6 separate regions of the Mus musculus genome follow, and regions 1, 2, 3, 4 and 6 are each linked to region 5. Evidence: chromatin contacts called from public Hi-C, HiChIP or PLAC-seq and promoter capture Hi-C data. All regions are on one chromosome and are shown on one strand. The core of a region is the stretch at or near the end of the contact, and the rest is flanking DNA. Distances in the headings are between cores, read along the strand shown.

Region 1 (3,634 bases), core at 456-2,955, 620 kb before region 5:
CCCCTCTATCCCAGAAGTCTTAGTAATAAACTCAGTACTCCCACAGGCCTGACTTTCCATTCACTATCCCTCTCTAAATGTTTTTCAGAGTCTCTGATACCCTTCCTTCCCAGCTTCCCTCTAACTCTTCCTAAGTTCGTCAACCCCTCAGCATCCTCTTGGCTGAGACCCCACAATCATGTACTTCACATACAGGCCCTAGCCCTGTCTCTAGTCTGCTCACCCACACAGATGAAGTGGACGCTGGCAGCAATTCCTCGGGCAAACATAGCCTGTACTGAATACAAAAGCAGCTCTCAGAAACAGCACTTCCCCCAGCCCCAGCGAATTCTCCCAGCCTCCACCCCTGCTCCACATGGTCCTGAAGGTACCTGAAGAAGCATCGCCTGAGTCCAAGGCGTGCCAATAAACCATGACGGAGCCATCAGACTCATACATCTGGAAGATGGGGGCAAGGATGAGAGCAAGATCCAGATGACCCTTGTTGAGTTCTGGGCACTTCACCCAGCCAGGTAAGTCCATTGGAATCCTCAAACTCTGTTCTGGGAGGCAGGCACTATTCTTATCCATAGTTTTCAGAGGAGGACACTGAGGCTACCCGTGCCCAAGGGTCACAGAGTTAATAACAGAAGCAAACTGCTGATGCAGAATTGAAGAGTGAAGAAAATGGAACAAAAGAAGACGAAAAATAGAGGCAGAGTGGGCTGCGCATGTGACATCTAAAAGTGTTATTGGGTGGGGGTGGCGCTGGAGAAAGGGCAGGAGGGTTCTATTCTCACCTGTATCCCTCGATGCGAGGTGAGGACCAGCAGTACTCTGAAGGGGAGGACACACCAGTGAACCTGGAGAGACGCGCATCATAGAAGAGGACATAAGGCGTCAAGAGGATAGGTATTCAAGAACAAGGATCGCACTGATTTAAGCAACACCTCTTTCACTCCTTGCCTTACCTGAGTGATAAGTGGGGGACTCACTCCAGCACCCTCTTTAACGTGGAGCTGGCGCTGGGCCAAGGGCACACCCTCAGGGGCAGCACTGAGAAGCTGGGCGCTCGGTCCATGAACCACCCCAAAATGCGTGAGATCACGGGCTGGCAGCTGCAGTACACTGAGGTTGTTAGACAGGGCGGCGGCAGAGCTACGAAGTGGGATGGAGCGCTCGCGGCGGAACATTCTGAGAGAGAGAGAGAGAGAGAGAGAGAGAGAGAGAGAGAGAGAGAGAGAGAGAGAGAGAGAGAGTCCTAGAGTCACGGCACGACAAATAGGGAGAAGGCCACTGGGGACACTGGGACAGGGGAGAAGGACAATGAGATGCAACCAGGAGACACTGAGAGAGACCCTTGATTGATAGGATCCCCGAGGAAAGTGATGGATAGTAGTCACAAGGAGGAGAGGATCCCACGGAGCTGGAGAGAGCCCCAGGGTTGAGTGTTGCAGCCACCAGGGAATCCCGCAATAAGAATGATGATGTAAATACCTGCTAGTACGGAACGTCTCAGCTAAAATGCAGAATGTGGTCTCCAGCTCTTCTTCCCACAGCTTAGCTACCTGAAGGCCCACGCCAAGGTTAGAGGTCACACCTGCAACCCACCCCCACCACCCTCAAGTGTGCCTTGCCTGACGCCGCGATCCTAAGGTCCCTCCAAATCCGCCGCCACCATAGAGACGACGCACCGACGCACGGCCTCTGGGCGTGGCCTGTGGCTGGAACTTGCGGCGCGCAGCTACGCGGTTACCAAGCAACCGTGGACCACGCCAGGGACCCTCAGCGGGGCCTGGTTGCCGAGGAGACCGTTGGGTCGCGGCCACTGCAGCTACAACGATGGAGGGTCCTGAAGGCAGCTGAAACACCGCCTTGGAGTGACTGTCACGAAAATGAGTCACGAAGGCTCGGTGAGTTTCAGCTAGACTTAGGGAGTGCGCAAGAACTGGGGTTGGCCGGTATCGAGGCAGTGGACTAGCTCTAGGTTCGAGATGGGCATGCCTGTACCTCGGTCCCTGAGGGAAAGGGTCAACGGCTGGACCAGGCCAAGGGCAAGCGAATTCGGAAACAGCTGAACCACTAGTGCAAATAGTAATTCCTTTCTGACCAGGAACCCGTGTTGGTGGGTAAACCAGAGGCACTAGGAAGAGGGTCTGATGGATGAATCACTATCTTGACAATTTCAGGACTACGAAATGGATCAAACAACTGTGAGGGTGACCTTAAAACTTACTTTATTATCATTATTACTTTTTTTTTTTTTAAATCGAGACAGTCTGATTATATAGACCATATTGGCCTCCAACTCAACTCTGCCTCCAGAGTGCTGTGATTAAAGGAATCACATGCGCAACCATGGCTTGCCTTTTATTTTGAGACAAGGTCTCAATGTGTAGCCCTGGCTGGTCTAGAACTCACAATATAGACCGGGTTGCCTTTGAACTCATAGCTTCTTCCCATACCAACACTCTCCCATCTCACTGGTCAAAAACCAATTACCTTTAAGTCAAAAAAAAATTTTATGTATATGGGTGTTTTGTCTGCATGTGTGTTTGTGTACTGTGTTCATGTCTGATGCCTGCAGAGGCCAGGAGAGAGGATCAGATCTCCTGGAACTGGAGTTACAGTTTGGAGCCATCACATGGGTGCTAAGAATCAAACCCAGGCCCTCTGCAAGAGCGGTCAATGTGGGGTCAACTCTCTTACTCCCAAAGTCAAGGCATTTTAAAAAATAAAACAGATTGGTAGGACCTCGAGAAAATGAAAGAGTAAAAAATATCTCTGTTCTCTTGTGTTAAGTGCACGCCACATCTCTGTCCTAGCTGTGGGGGGAGGCCTAAGGGATCGGTTCTTTGGTTTTGCGTTGGCTTTGGGCTTAAGGAAGCAAAGCTTTAGATGGAGAACTAGGCAGCCGCTTGGTTTCTGGGAATTCAAGGCCAGGAACTGAGAATGTAGAGAACAGAAGACACCGGATTGCCTGAGAGAATGAATATTGGAGAATATAAAATAGGAAACAATTAGGTAGATAGATAAAAACTTATATTTGGAGGTAGATTTTGGAAGGAACCATCTTCCTTCATGGTCTCACTTCATGGCCCAGTCTGGCCTTGAACACATGACAGCTGCTTCAGGCTTCTGAGTGCTGGGTTTATTGCTGTGAGCCACCACACCTAGTTCTGGCCCTCTTTACAATTTTTTTTATTATTATTATTACTTATCTACATCTCTTTTGTGAAGTATTATGTCCCTAGGTTACTTTTGGGCTTTTCTTAGTTACTTATCTCTTGCTGTCACAAAACACCATGAGCAAAGAAACTTATAAAAGGAAGTGTTTAATTTGGGGTTCACGGTTCCAAACGGTTAAGCACCCAGGAGCATCACGAAGGGGAGCACAGACAGGCATGGTGCTGGAGGAGTAGCTGAGAGCCCACGAGGCAAAGAGAGCTAACTGCAAATGATGGGCTTTTGAAACCTCATCTCTGGCCCCTACTCCCTCCCTCCCAACAAGGCCACACCTCCAAGTCTTTCCCAAACAGTTCAAATAGGAATTTATGGGGCTGTTCTTATTCAAGCCGTCACAGGAATCTTTAATGATTTGTTACATTTATTTGGGGTGGGGTGGGGTGAAGGCGGGGCGTGTGCCATAGTGCAC
Region 2 (3,525 bases), core at 604-3,103, 600 kb before region 5:
TATTTTTATTTTTAAAAAGGATTTATTTTAAAGTAAGTGTGTGTGTGTGTGTGTGTGTGTGTGTACACACATAAATAGAGGTTCCTGCAGCAGTCAGAGGCATCTCATCTTGAGCTGGAGTTACAAGTAGTTGTGAGTGGCACAGCATGGCTGCAGGTAACCATGGTAACAGAGTAAACTCAGGTCCTTTGCAAGAAGAGCAAGACCTTTTAGCCACTGAGCCATCTCTCCAACCCCTGTCCTAAATATTTTATTTTTTAAGTTTTATTTTATGGTGTATGGGTGTTTTGCCTGCATGTATGTCTGTGTAGCATGTGTGTACCATGCCCTTGGAGTTTAGAAAAGGGTAATAGATCCCCTAGGACTGGAATTAAAGGCACTTGTGAACCTCTATGTAGGTGCTGGGATGAACCTATGGTTTTTTTTTTTTTTTTTTAAATGGTTTTTTCGAGACAGGGTTTCTCTGTATAGCTCTGGCTGTCCTGGAACTCACTTTGTAGACCAGGCTGGCCTCGAACTCAGAAATCCGCCTGCCTCTGCTTCCCAAGTGCTGGGATTAAAGGTGTGTGCCACCATGCCTGGCAAATCTATGTTTTCTGCAAAAGCAACCAGTGTTCTTAATTGCTGAGCCATCTCTCTAGCCCCCGTTTCTGTTCTACCCACTGAGCAATCTGCCGAGCCCTAACGTGATGTTTTGAAATGTGTTCTGTAGGCACTCTGAGTGGGTTTAGTACGATTGTCTGGGCTGGGGTGGATATGAAGGCAGAGCAACCTGGACACTGCGGGGGAAGCAGAGGTGGGGTCCTGATGGTTCTGGGCAGAAGTAAGGCACAGAGACTGTTTTGGTTGAGAGGTTAATCTAGCATATAAAGGGACTGGCTTCATTATGGTGTTCTTCCAGGTGGGCATCACCTAACAGAACTGCTTTGTGGCATTATCCTGTGTTAGGCAAGTGTGCAGAGTGGCAGAAATTGCAGTCTTGTCAGTGAAGGAAGACAAGTGTATTCAGGGACTAGGTCCACATTACAGCCAGGGGATCCAGTGGTTAGACCCCAGGCCCTTTGCTTAAGGGGTAAGACCTTAGGCATTGACCTGTGAATAATAAATGAGGTAGCATGTGGAAACCTTTGACTAGAATAAGTAGTTTCATTAAATTAACACCATCTGTTTTAAAATTATGAAGGTAATATAACATAACTAAGGAAGCTTGTGAAGTACACAACTATAAAAAATAAGTTGGCTTGTTGAGTCTGATGTTAGAAGACAAGGCCAAGGGTAAAAGAGATGAGGACCTGGGTAAAGTGGACTTGGGCCAAGGGGACAGTGAGGTGCTTAGCTTTTGAAAACTACCTTTAATAATCCCATTGAATGTGATATCTTGGGGATCAGAGCCTGCCTGACACAGGCAGAGGAGGGAGTGACTGTGGGGACCTCTGCTGTTGCAGGGGTGGGGAGCTGGGTACTCATGGCTTTCTCTGGGTGAGCAGGCTTCTAGCTCTGCCCCTCCTGTTTATCTGGCCCAGTGTAAGACAGAGATCGAGACCCTCGTCGTGTGGAGTCCAGACATCTTTCTGGTAGGGTGACACAGAAAAGCAGCAGAAGGGACTAGAAGGCCTGTGAAAGCAGTTTGATGAAGTGCTGATCATTTTGAAGTGGCACTTGATGCTTGGGGACCTGCTGAAGCCTCACTCACTGGGACTGGGGGCAGTGATAGTGAGGGGTACAGGTGGGGAAGAAGTGTCACCTCCAGAACCCTGCCTGCACTCTGGTGCTGAGGATTTCTTGCCTACCCATCCCTGGGTTCGTGTGAAGGAGGGGAGCACTAGGACCCAGAGGCCAGCATGCTTCCTGACAGTCTAGAGCAGCACTAGCGCAGAGTGAGACTCATCAGCTGGCAAGCGGGGCTCAGTGTCTCTGGGTTCAGGAATCCTTGGGCAGTAGAAGGGACTTACTCCTCAGCCCCATCACTGCTCCTGCCCCTCCAGAGGGAGGACCATGGACGGAGGGAGGTCCGTGGCTAACGGCTTCTGAGCCGTCCGTCCATGCAGGCCCATCACCCTGACCCCTCCTGCCTAGGTTTCTGCCTTTTCTCTGTCTTTGGCTAGCTGGGGGAGGGGGTAGAGTCCGGGTGAGCAACATGGCCCAGAGCAGGAGGCACATGTCCAGTCGGGTAAGTGGCCCCAGTCAATATGGGATGGCCCTGGGAGGGCTGCTGGACCAGGCCGGGTGCCTGTGGACATCACTTGTGTGGGGGCTGGGGAGGCAGGCTGGCTCTCAGCTGAGGTACTCACACACTGGGCTTCTGAGGAGCCTTCAGAGCGCTGACAGGGGCAGGCTGGACAAGGTACCCCACCCACCCACCCAGTTGGGTCCTAACTGGGGCCCAACTAGACTTGACCTCTGACTCCAGCTGGCTCTGAGGCCAGGGATTTCTGAGGGGTCCAGTCTGTCTTTGACTGGCCTGGGGGTCAGAAGGCCTAGCTGTGAGGCTCTTTTCAGATGCCCTGCTATCTGCCTCTGCTCTCTCCTCTGTGAGGTTAGATTTGCATCCACTGTTAGAGCCACCTGACTCCGAGAGGCGTGTTGGGAGGTGTGGGAGGGTCTTTTCTGAGTTTGTGTCCAGCCTTGATATCATTGGCAGTTTCCTTTATTGTCAGGCCCATGAGCTCTTCATTGTCCCTGGTATAGTTTGAGGTCCCCACATCCCTAGGAGCTCTGTCCTTACCTTACTGGTGGGGCTTTGTGAAGAGAGGGGCTAGGGAATGACAGCTGGGAAGGGTTTGACTTCCCAGGCTCTGGCAGGGCTCCTTTCTGAAGCTAACTGTGGTGTGTGTGTGTGTGTTTGGGGGGTATCAGGAAAGACCCCTCCCCCGAGCCTTTAGGTCCACGGGGGTCACATTTTCTTGCCTTATTTATTTGCTACAATCTCTCTGGTTCATGGAACAGCTATTGCTAAAAATGGCTTAGGTGTGATTTTCTTCCAAATCGTGGTCTGATCTGGGACCTAATTTCATGTGTTCTGTCATCACGGGTATGTAAGAATCTGGGTATGACCCAAGGACAGCGTTTTGTTTGTACCTTTGCCAACCCAGATGAACTACTGGGCAGGGTTTGAGGACAGTAAAGGGCTAACTTGAGGTATTTTGTTTATTTGTTTGTGCTCTTCATTTTATGACACCGTGGCCTGCAGGGTTTGGGGGAGAGCAGACAATAGGACATGGGCCCTGAGGAGGGTGCTGGTGAATGTGCTGTAGTCAACAGTCTAGCAGTGCCAGGTAGATATGGAGATGGACTGACAGCAATCATATCAGCAAGGCATGGTGGTGGCTGTGGCCCTGGAAAGAGGTGCAGTTCTGTCTTTCTGAGAAGTCTAGGTGGACGTGCTGATGCGTGCCAGTGAGCCCAGCATTCAGGGGGCTGGGGTAGGAGGGCTGCAAGTTTCAGACCAGCCTAGGGTGGTACTGAGATTCTGTTTCAAAGAACAGTGACAAAAATTTTAAAAGGCTCGTGTGCACGCACACACAC
Region 3 (3,596 bases), core at 1,074-3,573, 740 kb before region 5:
TCCCCATCATGGGAGTCAGTTCTGAGGATATCCTGTGCCTGGCCCACCTTTCCTTGGGCTTTCTGCTGCTGGATGGCAGCCTCAACTGCCTGAAAGATGTCATTTCCCTGAGAAGTCTGGAAGGTGAAGGTCCCAGGGCCTGAGGGGCAGCGGCGACCAGCTTCAAAGGAGAACATTACCTGAGGGGGTGGGGGAAACACGTTAGGCGTGTCATAAAAAATGAGTCACAGGCCTGACCAAGTTACTGTATCTGCACAGAAGAGACCACCTGAGAATGGAATTGTCACCTACAGCTACTCAACCTGGTAGCCCTCCCTGACGGGTCATCCTCCCAGACAGCCCCATGCACCTTGTCCCGGCCATAGCGACGCAACAGAGTGTAGGGCCAGAAAAGGAGCGGCTCCAGGATTTGACTCTGCGCACCCAAAGTCAGGAGAGTCAGCTTCTCAGCTTCCACCCTCAGTATGTAGGAGCCTTGCAAGCCGCAGCGTTCAGAAGCCTCGGTCTTCTGCGAGGTTACCCAGAACTGGGATCCTGGAAGAACACATACGAAGGAGAAGGAGCGCTGGGGCAAGTTAGGGACTCGGTTGACTCCAATCACTAGCTCCCCAAGGGCACCTCTTCAACCCACTCCATTCCTGCCAGACATCTACCTTCCCAGGTGGGGCTGTACAGCGAATTCTCCAGCATCTCCAAGGCAGAAAACTTAGGTTGGTTCTCCGTCTGCGCCAAAGCCCAGCCGCCTTTCTGCAGAAAAGGGAACATGGAAGAATTATATATAATTCTCTTGGGTCTAGGGTAGGTGCAAGAAGTCCAGTGCCTCTATAATAGCTCCATCCTCGCAGTGTCCCTTAAGCCCAGAGATGCCCACCCCCAGTCACTCACCGGAAAGGCGGTTCTGCATAAAGTCTGCACCCAGGCGGTGCTGGATACGGCGTCCGCCGCCAGCAGGTGCGAGCGCTGTGCGGTGTCCAGGCGGAAGGCAACAGCGCCGGGCTCAGGGGGACTCTCCACAGTCACCGGCACCACGCTCACACATTCAGCCAGGCGTATCATCTTGCAGTCTAGACGGCGAGAGCCGCCTCGACCCCCTCTAGAGCTCGACCCCTTGTGATCAAAGAATTCCAGCCGCGCCACGCCGTGAGGACTGGCTGGGTAAAGCACAGCCCAAGTTTTCCTCCACCTCTGGGAAAGAACGAAAGACTCGAGAGTGCGCGGTGGTAGCACGCGCCCCACAAGGAAGAAGAGACCCATGAAGGCCGATCTGAGTCTGGGGCTTCCCAGGCTGAGCTACTTTCCCAAAGATAATGGCATCCCAAGACCGCACCAAGGAGGGCACAGCCCGAGACTTTTAAGGGAACGTCTTGGGGATCTACAATTGCCCGCGCGCCGTTCCGACCTTCTTCCGGCCCCTTCCCTCTTTCTGGATTCTTTCACCCACTTCTAGTCCAGAGGGGTTTCGCCATCCCCCACGCCACAAACAAACTACCTTGGTCCCGAAGCGCTGACTCTGCAGAAAAAGCGGACCCTCCATCACAGCCCCGTCCATGGCCCAGGCGATTCCTTCCGCGCTTCCTGGCCCGGAGGGCTGGGGGCGGGGCGGGGCGGGGCGAGGCTGCAGGGTGCCGGAGGCGTGCCCGCCCCTCCCCGGCCCCTGCGGCGGTGATGGGGGAGCGGAGGGCTTGGAGGAAAACGAGCCATCAGGAAGAACTCAGGGAGAGCTCACTAAAGCCTTTATCTTTAGTGGTGCACACAGTGGCACCACTCAGGGAAGCGGTGATCACCAACCAGGGGCCCTAGTGCCTGGGGGGTGGAAGCTGAGAGTGACGACATATGTTTAACGTGACATCAGAGTGAAGGCCGTGACATCACCTGCAGGCACCTCGGGGGCGCCATAATGACCAAGGGAGCCATCGGGACAATAGTTTTCTTTGTGGGACCTTTTCTCATGGCCCAGCCCGGGAATTGGACTGGACTGTTGTTGATACTCTGTCTAGTTGGGGATGTGGAGGAACGGCTACGGGCTGGAAAGCTTCCCGTTGCCACAGGGGCCGTCCTGCTGTCCCGAAACCGTTTGCAAGTCAAGCACCCTGAATACGGCTGCCGGGCCTCCAACCTGCGGGAAAAGAAAGCTTCATTGAGCCGGGAGGAGTGGGAGGGGGTGGCGTGGCTGCAGCCAGCTCCACAGGGGAGGGGAAGATCTAGAGGAGGGAACTGGCCTGGCCGGAATGGAGGGAGAAAGCGGAATGTGGGAGGGCTCTAGGGGACGTGGGAGGGACCAACGAAGAGGGGAGAGGAAGGGGGGGTCCAGTCTCCCCTGGCCGAACACTTTTTTTCTGAGAAGTCCTGAAAGTAATCTCCAGGACCAGGACTCTGCTTCCAGCCTCTGGAGTTGTGCCTAGTCGAAGGTAGGGGAGTTACTGCTGGCCAGCGGGAAGAGGAGTTGGGGATGGAGAGGATGGTGGACCAGGAGAAACGCTGATTTGGGATGGAGTCGGGAAAGCCAACCAACTGACAGTTTTATTATTGGTCAAGGAGCGAAACAGAAGAGTGGAAAGCTGAGCAAACTGTTGGGGATGGAGGCTTCAGGGTGCAATTTGCAGGCCCTACGCTGAACACCAGGGCTTCGGAGCCAAATGCCCCCAGAACAAAGCTGTCTTGTCTGAGTTGGGGGAAGCAATGGAGGGCCCCCCTTACTGTGGAGGACTGTTTTCAGCCTCGGATAGAGAAGGCCTGAGCTGGGGAGCTAGCCCTAGCTTCTGGTTGCCCAGTGACAGAAAAAGAGGTGTTCCAGGGAGCTTGGATAACTCCATACCAAACCCTGCCCAGCTTGAAGCCTAGGTCTCCTGGAGTCCCTGACCCTGCAGCATATTTGCCAGCCCATGTGCTAGGGAGGGTGGCAGAAGGTTCTCCTACTCCGGTTAGCCTCGGCCCTTCCTGCATGGGCATCTGCCCCCATAGGAAACTGAAGAGTCTTCTCATTCATAGTGCTGAGATTTCCAGGGCTGGGCTCCCAGGCTCCCCTTGCCTGTGATGCCATCTGTCTGTCTAACTGCATGGGTCTTGCTGTCATTTCTCCTGTGCCTGCACCTTGGCTTTTATTCCCTCTCCTCATGGTTTTTGCCTCTCTGTGTCATTCCCCATTACTCTGTGCTTTGGTTTTTTTGGTTTGATTAAAACCATCTATCCATATTCAATGTGTCTCTCACCCCGTGCCTTTCTGTTTTTTCCCCTTCGTTCCCACAGTCTCCCTTCCTGTCACATCCTGTCTGGGTCGTCCTCTCTGTGTCTCTTCCCAATATCTCTGTTTACCCAACCCATCCGTAGACTCTCCATCTCTAACCCATACCCACCCCATGGATGAAAGTAAATAGAGATGATGGTGTTGGTGGTAATGATGGCCAAACCAGGGAAGGTTATGGTGGGACACTAACCACAAGTTATAAGTTTTATTATTTGCAAAGGGAAAGGAGAGTCTCCCTCGCCCCCAATCTAGGTCTCTAGGGCTGTGCCTGTTTTCTTTGTGTTCCTACCCTCATTCAGTGTGTGTGTCTCTCCTTCTCTGTCCCTTAGTGCCCCCCTCCTTGGGCCCCACC
Region 4 (3,676 bases), core at 315-2,814, 720 kb before region 5:
TCTCCCCACCACTGTTCCAAGATAAATGGGGAAGGGCCATACCCTTAGCCCCTGTCGACTTAACAGGGCAGGGCTCTGGTTTTTGTAGGTGGCTTCATCCCATTCGTCGACAGCTAGGGGAAGAGAGTGAGGAGTTTGCGCTCCGTGTACAACAGGTGGTAGTGAACAGGGGTGTGGTGGAAGTGGGGGGGTCCCTCCCTCCTGGGGAGAAGGGGAAGAAGACCTGACGAGGCTACAGCTATAACCTTCCAATTCTCCCTAGCTGGTGGCCAAAGAATTGGGCCAGATAGGGACACGGCTCACTCCAGCAGACAAAGCAGAACACATGAAGCGACAAAGACACCCCAGATTACGCCCCCAGTCAGGTGTGTGATCTGGGCACAAAGATGCTTGCTGCGCTTGGTGGTTTTGCTTCCCTCCTTACGCGTGTCTGCCTCTCTCAGTAATCCACTCACCTCATTTTTTTTTCTTTTAAACAGTGCAGTCTTCTTTTCCTTCTCCTCCCAGCCCTTCTTCTGATGTGCAGCTGACCACTCTCGCTCACAGAGTCAAGGAGGTTCTGCCCCATGTGCCATTGAATGTCATCCAGAGAGACCTGGGTATGGGAAAGGGTAGCATCACAGAATGGCAGACACAGGAAAATGGGTCTCAACAGAGAAGGGGTACAGGGAGTGGACACTCTGCCCCTCTCTTCCCAGCCAGGACTGGGTGTGTAGACTTGACCATCACAAACCTGCTCGAGGGGGCTGTGGCTTTCATGCCTGAAGATGTCACTGAGGGATCTCAGTCCCCGCCTGCACCCTCTGCCCCAAAGGTGAGACCTGGAGTAGTCAAGGCCAAGACTTAAGGGCAGGTCTGGGCAGTCTCTGCTCCCTCTCCCTGACTTCTCGCCTTGATGTTGAGACCCTAGCACAGTGCCTCTCTTGCAAAGTAGGCATTCGATGGGTGTATAATGATGATGACTTCGCAAGCCCTCTGACATTGTGATCACCTCAGTTCCCCAGCTCGGGCCTGGCGACCCCTCAGCCCACAGCCCTAACGTTTGCCAAGTCTTCCTGGGCCCGTCAGGAGAGCCTGCAGGAGCGCAAGCAGGCACTGTATGAATATGCAAGAAGGTGAGAGGGTTAGAGGACAATATGTGAGAAAGAACAAGTTGGAGAAAGGCCTGATGAAGCTGATGTGACAAAGCCTATACACTCTCTCCCCCATGTCCCACAGGAGATTCAGAGAGAGACAGGCCCAGGAGGCTGAATGAGCCCAAAGGAACAGGATGGTACCCAGAGCCGCAGGACGGAGACTGGGGGCAGCCCTCACCCAGCTAACAACAGGCCGGATGAGTGGGTGGTAAAAAGGGAGGGATGGGGCTCCCCCAATCTCACATTAAATTCAGGGTTTTCACTCAAGGTCTCTGTTGCCTCTTTGGGTTTCAAAAGCCCCTTGAGCAGGTTTCTTTTCCTGGGTTGAAGACTACAATATGGGTGAGAATGGTCAAAATGGAACTGTGAAATTACACTAAACTGAAGACAAAACAACTGGATCCCAGCTCAATTATAGTGTAGGCTGTCACTCCAAAACTACAAGTCCCAGAATGCATTTCATGACTATAGTCATATAGGCTCAGTTATACAAGCTCAGGGTGGCATCAGGAACCTGCTTTCCATAGGTTCCTAGCTAAGCTGACCAAGGTGGAGCAAAAGGCCCCTCCCCCCAAAATAAAGCTCTGGGATTGGAGTTTGAGCTCAGCCTCCCGGATGGGGCCGGAATTTACCTTTGTACTCCAGGGAGGCCTGGGTTGGTGTGCCTGGCTGGGTGTGTCCAGAACTGGCTGCCATCCTGACCGTGTCCCAGAGCTGCTGGCAGGTTTGAATCCAGAATCATTAATGGCCCTACCTACTGTCCCCTTCTCTCATCTCCAGATTTCTTACTTTTCCCCACTTGGGCCTTTCCCACAGATGACTGCTTCTTGTAGCTCCTGCTGCCACCGTGGGTCCCTGTGCTAGTCACAGATCTTTACTACTCAGGGATCCCAGCTACAAACAGGGTGAAAGTCCACTGGTGATGTCCTCTTAGAGACACCCAGCACGGTTTCCTGGGAAGGATGGACCCCAAGGCATTCTCCCCTGTGGGATAACGTTGGGGATCAAGCTGAGATGGGAATTCAGTATCAGTCACCAGACCCAAGGCCTTACTGGCTGCCCTGCTTTTCGTAGGTTCTATGAGCAGCCACCATGGCCTCTGGGCTGGCAGAAGAGTCTGAACTGAGTCCTGGGGAGTCTGAGCTGGCTGTGAACCCCTTTGATGGGCTCCCCTTCTCCTCCTGCTACTATGAGCTGCTTGAGCAGCGTAGAGCCCTGCCCATCTGGGCTGCTCGCTTCCTGTTCTTGGAGCATTTGGAGAGTAGCCCCACTGGAGTGGTGCTGGTATCTGGGGACCCTGGCTCTGGCAAGAGCACCCAGGTGGAGGAAGATTCTGGGAGTGGACAAAGGGCAGGGTTAAATGTGCTTTTGCCTGGGTAAAGGAGAGGGGATGTGGGCGAGGCTGACCCACTGGGTGGTAAGGTTCAGGGATCCCAGTTCAGCTGGCCATAGTTGTCTGAGGTTCTCCAGTCCTCTGACACATTCCCTCTCCCTACCCCAGATTCCTCAGTGGTGTGCAGAGTTTGCGCTGGCCAGAGGATTCCAGACAGGACAGGTTACAGTCACTCAGCCCTACCCTCTGGCAGCCATGAGCCTGGCTTCAAGGGTGGCTGATGAGATGGACCTGACCCTGGGTCATGAGATTGGATACAGCATCCCTCAGGAAGACTGTACTGGGCCCAACACCATGCTCAGGTGGGCCATCTGCAGTCTGACCTGAGCTTAACTCCCCCTGTGGAGTGGAGACAAACCCAACTGCCTATTATCTCCTTATACCCTCAGCTCAACCTGCAATGGAGTCATGTGATACAAACCTCACTCCCCTACCACAAGATACAGGATATAGTGCATAAACCAAGTGCTCTCAACAGAGATGTGGGATCACACTTAATGGTCCACAGGCTTAGGACATCTTTTTCTGTCCTTCAGTATCAGAATCTGGGCAACTTGGGGAAAAAAAATACATGGATTTTGGTCTGGTCCATGTCCACACTGACTCCCTGCCCTCTACGAATGCCAACAGGTTTTGCTGGGACAGGCTATTTCTGCAGGAAGTAGCCTCAACCCGGGGCCCTGGAGCCTGGAGTGTGCTGATACTGGATGAGGCTCAGGAGCGGTCAGTGGCCTCAGATTTACTACAGGGGCTCTTGAGAGATACCAGACTGAGAAACCTGCCAGGGGATCCCAGAGTGGTTGTAGTTACCGACCCAGCGCTTGAACCAAAATTCCAGGCTTTCTGGGGCAATTCTCCCATTGTGCGTGTGCCCAGGGAGCCTGGTGGAGATCCCACCCTTGCCTACAAGGACACTGTCCCTACCGACCTGGTGGAAGCTGCCTGCCAAGCTGTGCTTGAGCTGTGTCAGCAGGAAGAGGCACCAGGAGATGTGCTGGTGTATCTGCCCAGCGAAGAGGTAAACGAAAGGAAAAAGCAGATATGGGAAGCATTCCTGTGCTGCTTTCCCGTCCCAGAGGCAACATATCTTAGGAACAGTGGCTCTGTTTACTCTTTGCTAAAGACTGCACAGGGGAATCAACAACTT
Region 5 (3,793 bases), core at 731-3,230:
ACGTAGAGGCCGATCAGCACTGCTGTGGAGAACTAAAACAGGCAGAGGCGCTGGCTCAGGGGACCTTTAGGCCTCCGGGACAGTCAGTCCCTGCCTGCTCTGCACAGCGCTGTTACAAATGCACTTTGGTTTTCTCGGTTCACAGAAACCACACTCAGCTTTCAAAAAGGTGGTCTCTCTGAAGGCCACTTCTAAAACATTTTAGACAGTGATCCAAAGTAAGAAAAAAAAAACATTTTATACAGCACTCCACCAAACACATACCCAACGTGTGACAGAGCGCACACTCACTTTGCCTGCTCTCGTTTTTACTGTTAGCACTGTTTTTGGAGCTGGAGCTGAGGATCTAACCGAAGGCCGCATGCATGCCTGTACCCCCATGTCCCATTTCATAGCTTCCTTGAATGCTAAGCATGATCTACTGAATCAATTACGTAACTCAGTGATGAATCCAGCAGGCAGTCTGAGAAAGGCTTCGGTTGTCGGTGATGAAAGGTCTAATTGCTATCCCAACCACACCCACAGACTGAGCCAATGAGCTGGCTGTAGCCCTGTCTTTACCACAAACTACAACCCCAGGCTACGTTGAGAGTGAAAGTAGCTGCAGACTTTAGGCGACTGAAAGGTGAACTTTTCTGTCCAAAGGTATCCTCCCCCCCCCCCCCCCCCGCACCTCAGTCTTCCTCACAGCCTCTCTAACAGGGACAGGGACCAAGTCTTCAGGAAAAGAAACCTCCATGAGGGAAGAGAAAGGGCTGGACATTCTCCCTTAGGACAAATGACACTGAGTGGAGAGAGGGCAATAGCTAACTAAGCGTTACAAACTGTCCTTATTGTCCCTATAAGTTCTAAGCCTGGGCTGGGATTGGGGACCTGGTGTTAGAGACCGTGGACACTGTGAGACAGACACAGGAAAGCGAAGCCATGAATACCTATCAATGAAATATCTGCACTGTCACCTTAAGGAATGGCAGTAGGTTGTGAAACTATGCCACCTGAGGCTGGAGGGCCAGGGGTGATCTGGACCCAGGAGTGCAGACTGCAGGGCAGGGAAGCAAGTGGGACACCCTCAGATCCTGGGTTCTCAGCACCAAAACAGCCCCAGCTCAAACAGTCCCCACTTCCTGTTTCTGATGTAGGGCAAACAAGCCCTGGGTGACTACTCCAGGGAAAAGCGGCCACTTACCCAGATCATGTATTTGATGATTCGGCTGGTGGCCACCGTGTACTCTTCTATCAGCTCTGCAAGGTAGTACAGTCCAGCCGCTGGGTAGGAGAAGGGGGTCCCAGAGGGAGGGGGACAAACAGGAAGAGATCAGCCAGGGACACTCCCACCAGCCTGCTCATCCTGTAGTCCCCCACCAACCCTCCTCAGACTCCAGGAAGTCGGGAACAAGCCAAAGCACCCCTGGGATGTCCTTCTCATCTGCACAAGTAGATAGAACTTTGCCAAGACAACTGTAGAAATATTGGATTTGACCGCACAGCATAAAGTTAACCTCTGTTCCGGGAACCTTAAACTTCACTCGTCAATCAACACCTGCAGAACACTTAGTTTACAGGCCGGGTGCTGTACACTAGCACACAGCCGGGTGAGACAGACAGGGGCCTTCCCCCTGTCCCAGCTGGAGGGGACAGGCTGAGTAGGGAGCTCAGGGCTCCAAGAGCAAGGATGCGTCTCGGGAACCAAGCATCCCCACCGGAAGGTTCCGCAGAGGTCCAGTAGGACCAGCTCGGGGTCGTCAGCGCCCAGCTGCAAAGAGCAGCAGCGGTTGGCGGCTCGGGGCATCGGGGCGCGCGCGGCCCGGGTCAGCGCTCTCACCGACGGCCAGAGTGATGAATGCCACCTGGATGAACAGCGACAGCCAGCTCAGCACGTACATGAACCACATGGCGCCCCCCGGGCCGCCGGGACGGGCCTGCGCGGTCCGGCTCCCGCGACACTGAGCGGCCGCCGCCGTGCTGTCCCCGCCCAGAGGACGCCGAGAGGAGCAGGGCGGAGCGCCGCGGCCCCTGCGCCCCCGCCAAGCCCGCGAGCGCCGCTAACCGGCTCGGAGGATCGAAATCGCGCTGCACCCGGTACGGAGCGCCTACACAGAGCCCAGATTGATTGGAACCAATCCTGGCTCAAGCCTGCTCCGCACAGCCTTGGATCCTAATTTTCTGGGAGAGGAAGATTCCCTTCTCTCAGGTCACACACTAGGAAGCCGCATAATCTGGAATCCCAGGTGCCTTTAAATGGTCACCTTCAGCCTTAACTCTCCCTCTAGGCTGAGGTCTTTTGCAATGCAGGTCTTCACTTTTGCGTGGGGACTAAAGCAACAGCTAAGCACTGACTGTACTTGCGACACCGCAGGTAATCATCTGAGAGAGCACCACCTAGTGGCTGACACAGGTAAGCTCAGAGTGCCAACAAGCCTCTTATCTCAAACAAACTTTTTGTTTGTTATTTTCAGAAAGGGAGGGTCTCATAGCTCAGGCTGGCCTTTGAACTGTCAACTCTCCCATCTCCAGCTCTCAATTGGTAGGGTTTCAGATGTGTGGAGTCTCCGTACTAGGGCAAAATATAACTTTGGTTTTGGTTTTGTCTGTTTTGATTAAGGGTCTCTATGTAGTCCTGCAACCTGCTATGTAAATCAGGCTAACCTTGAACTCACAGAGACCAGCCTGCCTCTGCTTTATCCCAAATCCTGGGATTAAAGGTGTAGAAACATCATGCAAAGATCTTTTCTTTTTTTGAAACAGCCTTATGTGCCTCCAGGCTGGCCTTGGTGACACTAAGTAGTTTTGAGTGCTGGAATGGTAGATATTATATGTTAAGGACTAGGTACAATATTAAGGCCTAGGTAACTGTCACCTGGCCAGCCTGCCATTATAAGGAAACTTGCTCATGTTTCTACTGTTACTAGGAAACTTTCTAATGCCAGGATTGGTTATGTATTCTGTTTTGTTCTGTGCCCTGGGAAACCAATCTAAATAGAAATGCTTTGCATGGTTACTCACAGCAAGTTTGGGTCTGAAGTGACCATCCAACAATACTTTCTGCACCTGACTATAAGCTTTTATGGGATTTGCTGTTATAAGCTGCCCCTGGGATGAACCCCAACATAAGAGATATAAGAAACTATTTAAAATAAGACCCCCCCTCCATTTTGAGTAGGGGTCAAGTAAAGTTTAAGTTCCCAAGACTTCCCTGGGAACTGACTTCCTAATTGGCAGAGAGAGACAGGTATGTGGGCAGCTGACATCCTGGTTAACAAGTTAAGATATGAATTTTAGTCAAAACAAGTCCCATCCTGGTAGACAAGTTAAGACATGAATTTTAGACAAAGGCAAGTTCCCTGCAGCCGTTGAATACCCTAACCAATGGGAGCAGGACAAGTGTACACAAAGACATCTTCCTAAGGAAGTTCCCCATCCCTAAATCCTGATTGGTGAAATAACATGGCACAAGATGTTTGCGGCTTGGGGCTTTACAACCCTGGAGGATCTTAACTTGGAGTCATGGTTTGTCTCCTGAGCCTGACTCAATAAGTCTTGGGATGTGGCATTCAGTAAACCATCCCTAGTAGACCAAGATCAGTGTCTGAGTGGCTTGTGTGGCAATTCCTAGACCCCCAACAGGTATGTGCCACCATACACATATCACACACAGAGTCAGATTTCTTGATTCACAAAGTAAGTGCTCATTCCTAAACAAAACAAAAAAGGAACTGGGCTGGAGAGATGCTTCCGTGACTAAGCTCACATGTTGCTCTTGCAGAGGACCCAAGTTTATTTCCCAACACACGTC
Region 6 (3,384 bases), core at 58-2,557, 700 kb before region 5:
AAGGTCTAAAGAGGGAACGATATAGACATGGGCAAGCAGTCAAGACCTGCAGTGGCTCAGAGGTGACTAGGTGGCCTGGGCCAGGAAGGTAAACCATAGCTGTATGTAGTCGATTAACAAGTCTTTAATACTTTCCTGACGCTTATGTACTACCACTTATGGGGTAACAGACATACACTCCTTTCTGTGAGGTTCCTGTTACCTTCAACCTAATTATTCCAGTTCTTTTAGACCCCATTCCTTCCATTGGGGCTCTCAATCCACACCTGTTTCTTTGGTCGTTCCTCTTCACACTGCCTTTTTTTTCTATTTCCATCACATTTATACCTCTCGTGCATCCATTTGTCAATCATGCCCACACAAGAGTCCCAATTTTCTCCAGAGAGCCTTTCAAGTTTCCGCCAGTCTCTCCCCTCTCACTCGAATCTCCAGTTGTACTCGATGCTAATAACGCTTCAGAGTAAATTTATTCTTTTAAAATTCCGCCGTAGGGACCCAGTGATGACAGTGTACCAGACCCGGGAACCCCTGTGTCCTCCCCAAGTGCGGGCCCGGGCCTATGCTACTGCAGGCACTCGCTGCCCAAGTCTCCTCGCTGTCAATCCTCCCCTCCTCCTTCGGCATCTGCTCTGCATTAGTCTGTCCCAGGCCTCCGCAGGCGCCGATGATTAAATCATCATCATTAGCCAGGGCCTATTCTCCCCATCCTCGGCAGCAGGGAGAGAGTGGGGAGTAAGAGCTCCCGGTTCCCCGGGGGGTCTCTCCCTCTCCACCCCGCCCAGGGCACCCTCTCCCAGACTTCGCGAGCCCGGAAAAAACTCCCGCGGCGCAGACGGGAGAAGGCCCGCGGCTGGGACGCAGCTCCGCAACGCGGACGCCGCAGCGGAGCAGGACTGCACTGTATAGAGAGGACCCCGGGTCGGAGGCGAGGTCGGGTCCCAGGACTCCCACACTCCGGAGCTGTAGCGGCGGGCGATAGCCCGGCTTCGGGGTCCCAGGGCACACAGGCTCTCTTAGCACAAGCTACCGAAGTTGATCCAGAGGTTGTGTGCGCGCCGTTGGAAGGACGCCCGTGGGAGCGTGCACCGCAGAGACCCTGCTTCACTCAACCCCCCTCCATAACGACCACCGATTGTTGGGGGGGCAGCGGGCTCAGGTGAGCACACGGGGAGCTAAAGAGGGGGCGAGGGCGGGGTGTGCCGGAAAACTAGCCAATCCGGAGAATGTGAGGCCCTCGTTGCTAGGAGACAAGTCCCGCCCCGCAGGCGGTACCGGAAGTGGCGGGCTGGGATCAGCCTTTAAGATGGCGTCTCCTCAGGGGGGCCAGATTGCGATCGCGATGAGGCTTCGGAACCAGCTCCAGTCAGTGTACAAGATGGACCCACTACGGAACGAGGTGCAGGGGCAGCGGGATGACTGCTGGGGTCCGTTAGCTGTGTGAACCCAAACGAAGGAGAGGACGGGTGGCGGCGGGATGGGCGCCCAGTGCGCTTGCGCAGCCACGGGGTGCGCGATACGCACGCGCGATTCTGGCCGAGTTGCCAAACGCTGGACTTGGACGCTTGCGCGTTGTGTCTCCGACAGCGTCTGGTCTCCCGAGGGAAAAAAGAGAGTCAGGCGGGTCCGCGAAAAGAGAGCACCCGCTGTGCGCGGAGCCCTCTGCTGGGCGAAGGGGGAGCTCACTCCCCCGTCTCTTCTCGGGGGCCAGACGACCCAGTCCAATAACAAACTGCTCTGTTGCTGGGAATTGCAGAAGGTGAGATGGGGTGGGCTTGCAAGACCAGTGGGGAGTGACTGAGGGTGTGTCCACAGGAGGAGGTCCGGGTGAAGATCAAAGACCTGAATGAACACATCGTTTGCTGCCTGTGCGCGGGCTACTTCGTGGATGCCACCACCATCACAGAGTGTCTCCACACCTGTGAGTGTCCCGGATCCTGTCTCTCCTCTTCCAAGCTGGCTGCCAGCCTCTGTGCTGCCTGTCCCATGTGTCGGGTTCCCAAGGGACCTGAGCATCTTCGTTTCTCCTCTTACAGTCTGCAAAAGTTGTATCGTGAAGTACCTGCAAACCAGCAAGTACTGCCCCATGTGCAACATCAAGATCCACGAGACGCAGCCGTTGCTCAATCTCAAACTGGATCGGGTCATGCAGGACATAGTGTATAAGCTAGTGCCAGGCTTGCAAGACAGTGAGTGGCCACCTTATATTTGTGGGGCCTCCTGACTCTAATGCTGGGTGGCACCTTGACGTTTTGTTCCCAACAGTTTTGTTGGGAATCAAAAAAATACAAAGATAAAGAGGTCAACAGCCAAAACAAAGAGAATTAATATGGCTGCCCTTCACCCCTCCTTAGGTGAAGAGAAACGGATTCGGGAATTCTATCAGTCCCGAGGCTTAGACAGAGTCTCCCAGCCCAGTGGTGAAGGTATGTCCTTGGTGCTCATTTGGGGGAGGGGGGCAATTAAAGCCCTCAGAGCATCTCTTTTGCCTGGTTTTGCTCTCTGGGGAGAAGAGGGTATGGAACCTGTACCAGCCTCCTCAATATCTACTTTTCCTCAGAGCCAGCCCTGAGCAACCTTGGCCTCCCCTTCAGCAGTTTTGACCACTCTAAAGCCCACTATTATCGATATGATGAACAGCTGAGCCTATGCCTGGAGCGGCTGAGGTGAGGGGCAGGTCAGAGGTTGCGTGAAGTGATACTACTGGTGACCCAGATGCTAAGGGACTTGGGGGGAAGGGTGAGGGAGTGTCTGCTCCCCTGAAGAAAGTGTGCTGTGGTGCTTGTGCTAGGTAGGAGACAAGAAAAGTGGAACCCTCTAACTTGTATCTGTTTCCATCCAGTTCTGGCAAAGACAAGAATAAAAATGTCCTTCAGGTGAGAGGGGTTGAGGGGAGGGCCCCTTTGAAGGAGCCGTTTCTCCCAGCAACCCTTCCCTCAGACACCTGTGCCCTCCCCTCCTTCTCTGTTCCTAGAACAAGTATGTTCGGTGTTCTGTGAGAGCTGAGGTCCGCCATCTCCGAAGGGTTCTGTGTCACCGACTAATGCTAAATCCACAGCATGTAAGTAAGCCCATCATGTTACGGGGAAAACAAGGGACTGAAAGGGGAGGGCATGTCTGGCTTGCCAGCTTGTACCTGGAAGAAAGCTCAGGCCGGAAGATCACTTCAAGTTCAGGGCTAGCCTAGGCTATATAGTGAATTCCAGGCTAGTCTGGACTCCAGAGTAAGACTTTGTTTACAGGAGCAAAAAAGGTTTGAGAGCGGTCTGCTCAGATAGCTTAGTCAAGTATTTGCCTTTCAAGTACCAGGATCAGAGTTCAGTTCCCAGACCTAAAAACAAACAAAGAAAACCCTAGCATAGTAGTGCAAACTTGTAATCGCAGCAG

Evidence for each region. A called contact is a pair of places that touch in the nucleus more often than the background predicts. HiChIP or PLAC-seq counts read pairs in DNA pulled down with a chosen protein or histone mark. Capture Hi-C pulls out chosen DNA fragments and counts their contacts.
Region 1: a contact with region 5 is called in a promoter capture Hi-C map of liver, with 2.2 times the contacts expected there. The contact joins the promoter of 1700003E16Rik here to the promoter of Tex261 in region 5. A contact is called at or near these places in 1 of 39 promoter capture datasets (pre-B cells), 1 of 15 datasets of contacts at CTCF or cohesin (large pre-B cells), 1 of 484 Hi-C or Micro-C datasets (uterus), 7 of 115 datasets of contacts at active chromatin or transcription factors (the SCID.adh cell line, bone marrow-derived macrophages, embryonic stem cells and 4 more) and 3 of 9 other capture datasets (adipose tissue, embryonic stem cells and liver).
Region 2: an H3K4me3 HiChIP or PLAC-seq map of pro-B cells shows a contact between it and region 5, with 3 times the contacts expected there. The contact joins the promoter of Dctn1 here to the promoter of Tex261 in region 5. A contact is called at or near these places in 1 of 15 datasets of contacts at CTCF or cohesin (large pre-B cells), 1 of 484 Hi-C or Micro-C datasets (uterus), 8 of 115 datasets of contacts at active chromatin or transcription factors (the SCID.adh cell line, bone marrow-derived macrophages, embryonic stem cells and 5 more) and 3 of 9 other capture datasets (adipose tissue, embryonic stem cells and liver).
Region 3: a Hi-C map of B cells shows a contact between it and region 5, with 8 read pairs. The contact joins the promoter of Loxl3 here to the promoter of Tex261 in region 5. A contact is called at or near these places in 1 of 39 promoter capture datasets (pre-B cells), 1 of 484 Hi-C or Micro-C datasets (B cells) and 1 of 115 datasets of contacts at active chromatin or transcription factors (pancreatic cancer cells).
Region 4: a FOXA1 HiChIP or PLAC-seq map of pancreatic cancer cells shows a contact between it and region 5. The contact joins the promoter of Dqx1 here to the promoter of Tex261 in region 5. A contact is called at or near these places in 1 of 39 promoter capture datasets (cranial neural crest), 3 of 115 datasets of contacts at active chromatin or transcription factors (double positive thymocytes, memory CD8 T cells and pancreatic cancer cells) and 1 of 9 other capture datasets (liver).
Region 6: a FOXA1 HiChIP or PLAC-seq map of pancreatic cancer cells shows a contact between it and region 5. The contact joins the promoter of Pcgf1 here to the promoter of Tex261 in region 5. A contact is called at or near these places in 4 of 39 promoter capture datasets (the C10 cell line, cranial neural crest, embryonic stem cells and 1 more) and 3 of 115 datasets of contacts at active chromatin or transcription factors (large pre-B cells, memory CD8 T cells and pancreatic cancer cells).

What each region holds. Positions count from the first base shown.
Region 1 is chr6:83,154,699-83,158,332 of GRCm38.p6, forward strand. 1700003E16Rik (RIKEN cDNA 1700003E16 gene) reads left to right here and starts at 1,706. Exons shown (of 4, transcript NM_027948.1): 1 at 1,706-1,892. The coding sequence starts at 1,875. Wdr54 (WD repeat domain 54) reads right to left here and starts at 1,681. Exons shown (of 11, transcript NM_001362119.1): 1 at 1,617-1,681; 2 at 1,477-1,547; 3 at 951-1,173; 4 at 780-842; 5 at 372-438; 6 at 224-277. The coding sequence starts at 1,172.
Region 2 is chr6:83,177,736-83,181,260 of GRCm38.p6, forward strand. Dctn1 (dynactin 1) reads left to right here and starts at 1,854. Exons shown (of 32, transcript NM_007835.2): 1 at 1,854-2,170. The coding sequence starts at 2,138.
Region 3 is chr6:83,031,882-83,035,477 of GRCm38.p6, forward strand. Loxl3 (lysyl oxidase-like 3) reads left to right here and starts at 2,324. Exons shown (of 14, transcript NM_013586.5): 1 at 2,324-2,408; 2 at 3,574-3,596. Dok1 (docking protein 1) reads right to left here and starts at 1,590. Exons shown (of 5, transcript NM_010070.4): 1 at 1,490-1,590; 2 at 886-1,185; 3 at 654-747; 4 at 350-534; 5 at 1-179. The coding sequence starts at 1,549.
Region 4 is chr6:83,056,280-83,059,955 of GRCm38.p6, forward strand. It overlaps Dqx1 (DEAQ RNA-dependent ATPase), which reads left to right and starts at 1,565. Exons shown (of 12, transcript NM_033606.3): 1 at 1,565-1,860; 2 at 2,151-2,456; 3 at 2,638-2,831; 4 at 3,160-3,547. The coding sequence starts at 2,229. Aup1 (ancient ubiquitous protein 1) reads left to right here. Exons shown (of 12, transcript NM_007517.4): 7 at 89-155; 8 at 263-365; 9 at 480-599; 10 at 699-814; 11 at 997-1,115; 12 at 1,219-1,403. The coding sequence ends at 1,255.
Region 5 is chr6:83,773,832-83,777,624 of GRCm38.p6, forward strand. It overlaps Tex261 (testis expressed gene 261), which reads right to left and starts at 1,981. Exons shown (of 6, transcript NM_009357.2): 1 at 1,823-1,981; 2 at 1,187-1,266; 3 at 1-32. The coding sequence starts at 1,892. It overlaps Gm52907 (predicted gene, 52907), which reads left to right and starts at 2,104. Exons shown (of 2, transcript NR_168047.1): 1 at 2,104-2,395.
Region 6 is chr6:83,077,083-83,080,466 of GRCm38.p6, forward strand. Pcgf1 (polycomb group ring finger 1) reads left to right here and starts at 1,308. Exons shown (of 9, transcript NM_197992.1): 1 at 1,308-1,396; 2 at 1,813-1,918; 3 at 2,034-2,186; 4 at 2,352-2,423; 5 at 2,558-2,663; 6 at 2,840-2,873; 7 at 2,972-3,058. The coding sequence starts at 1,340.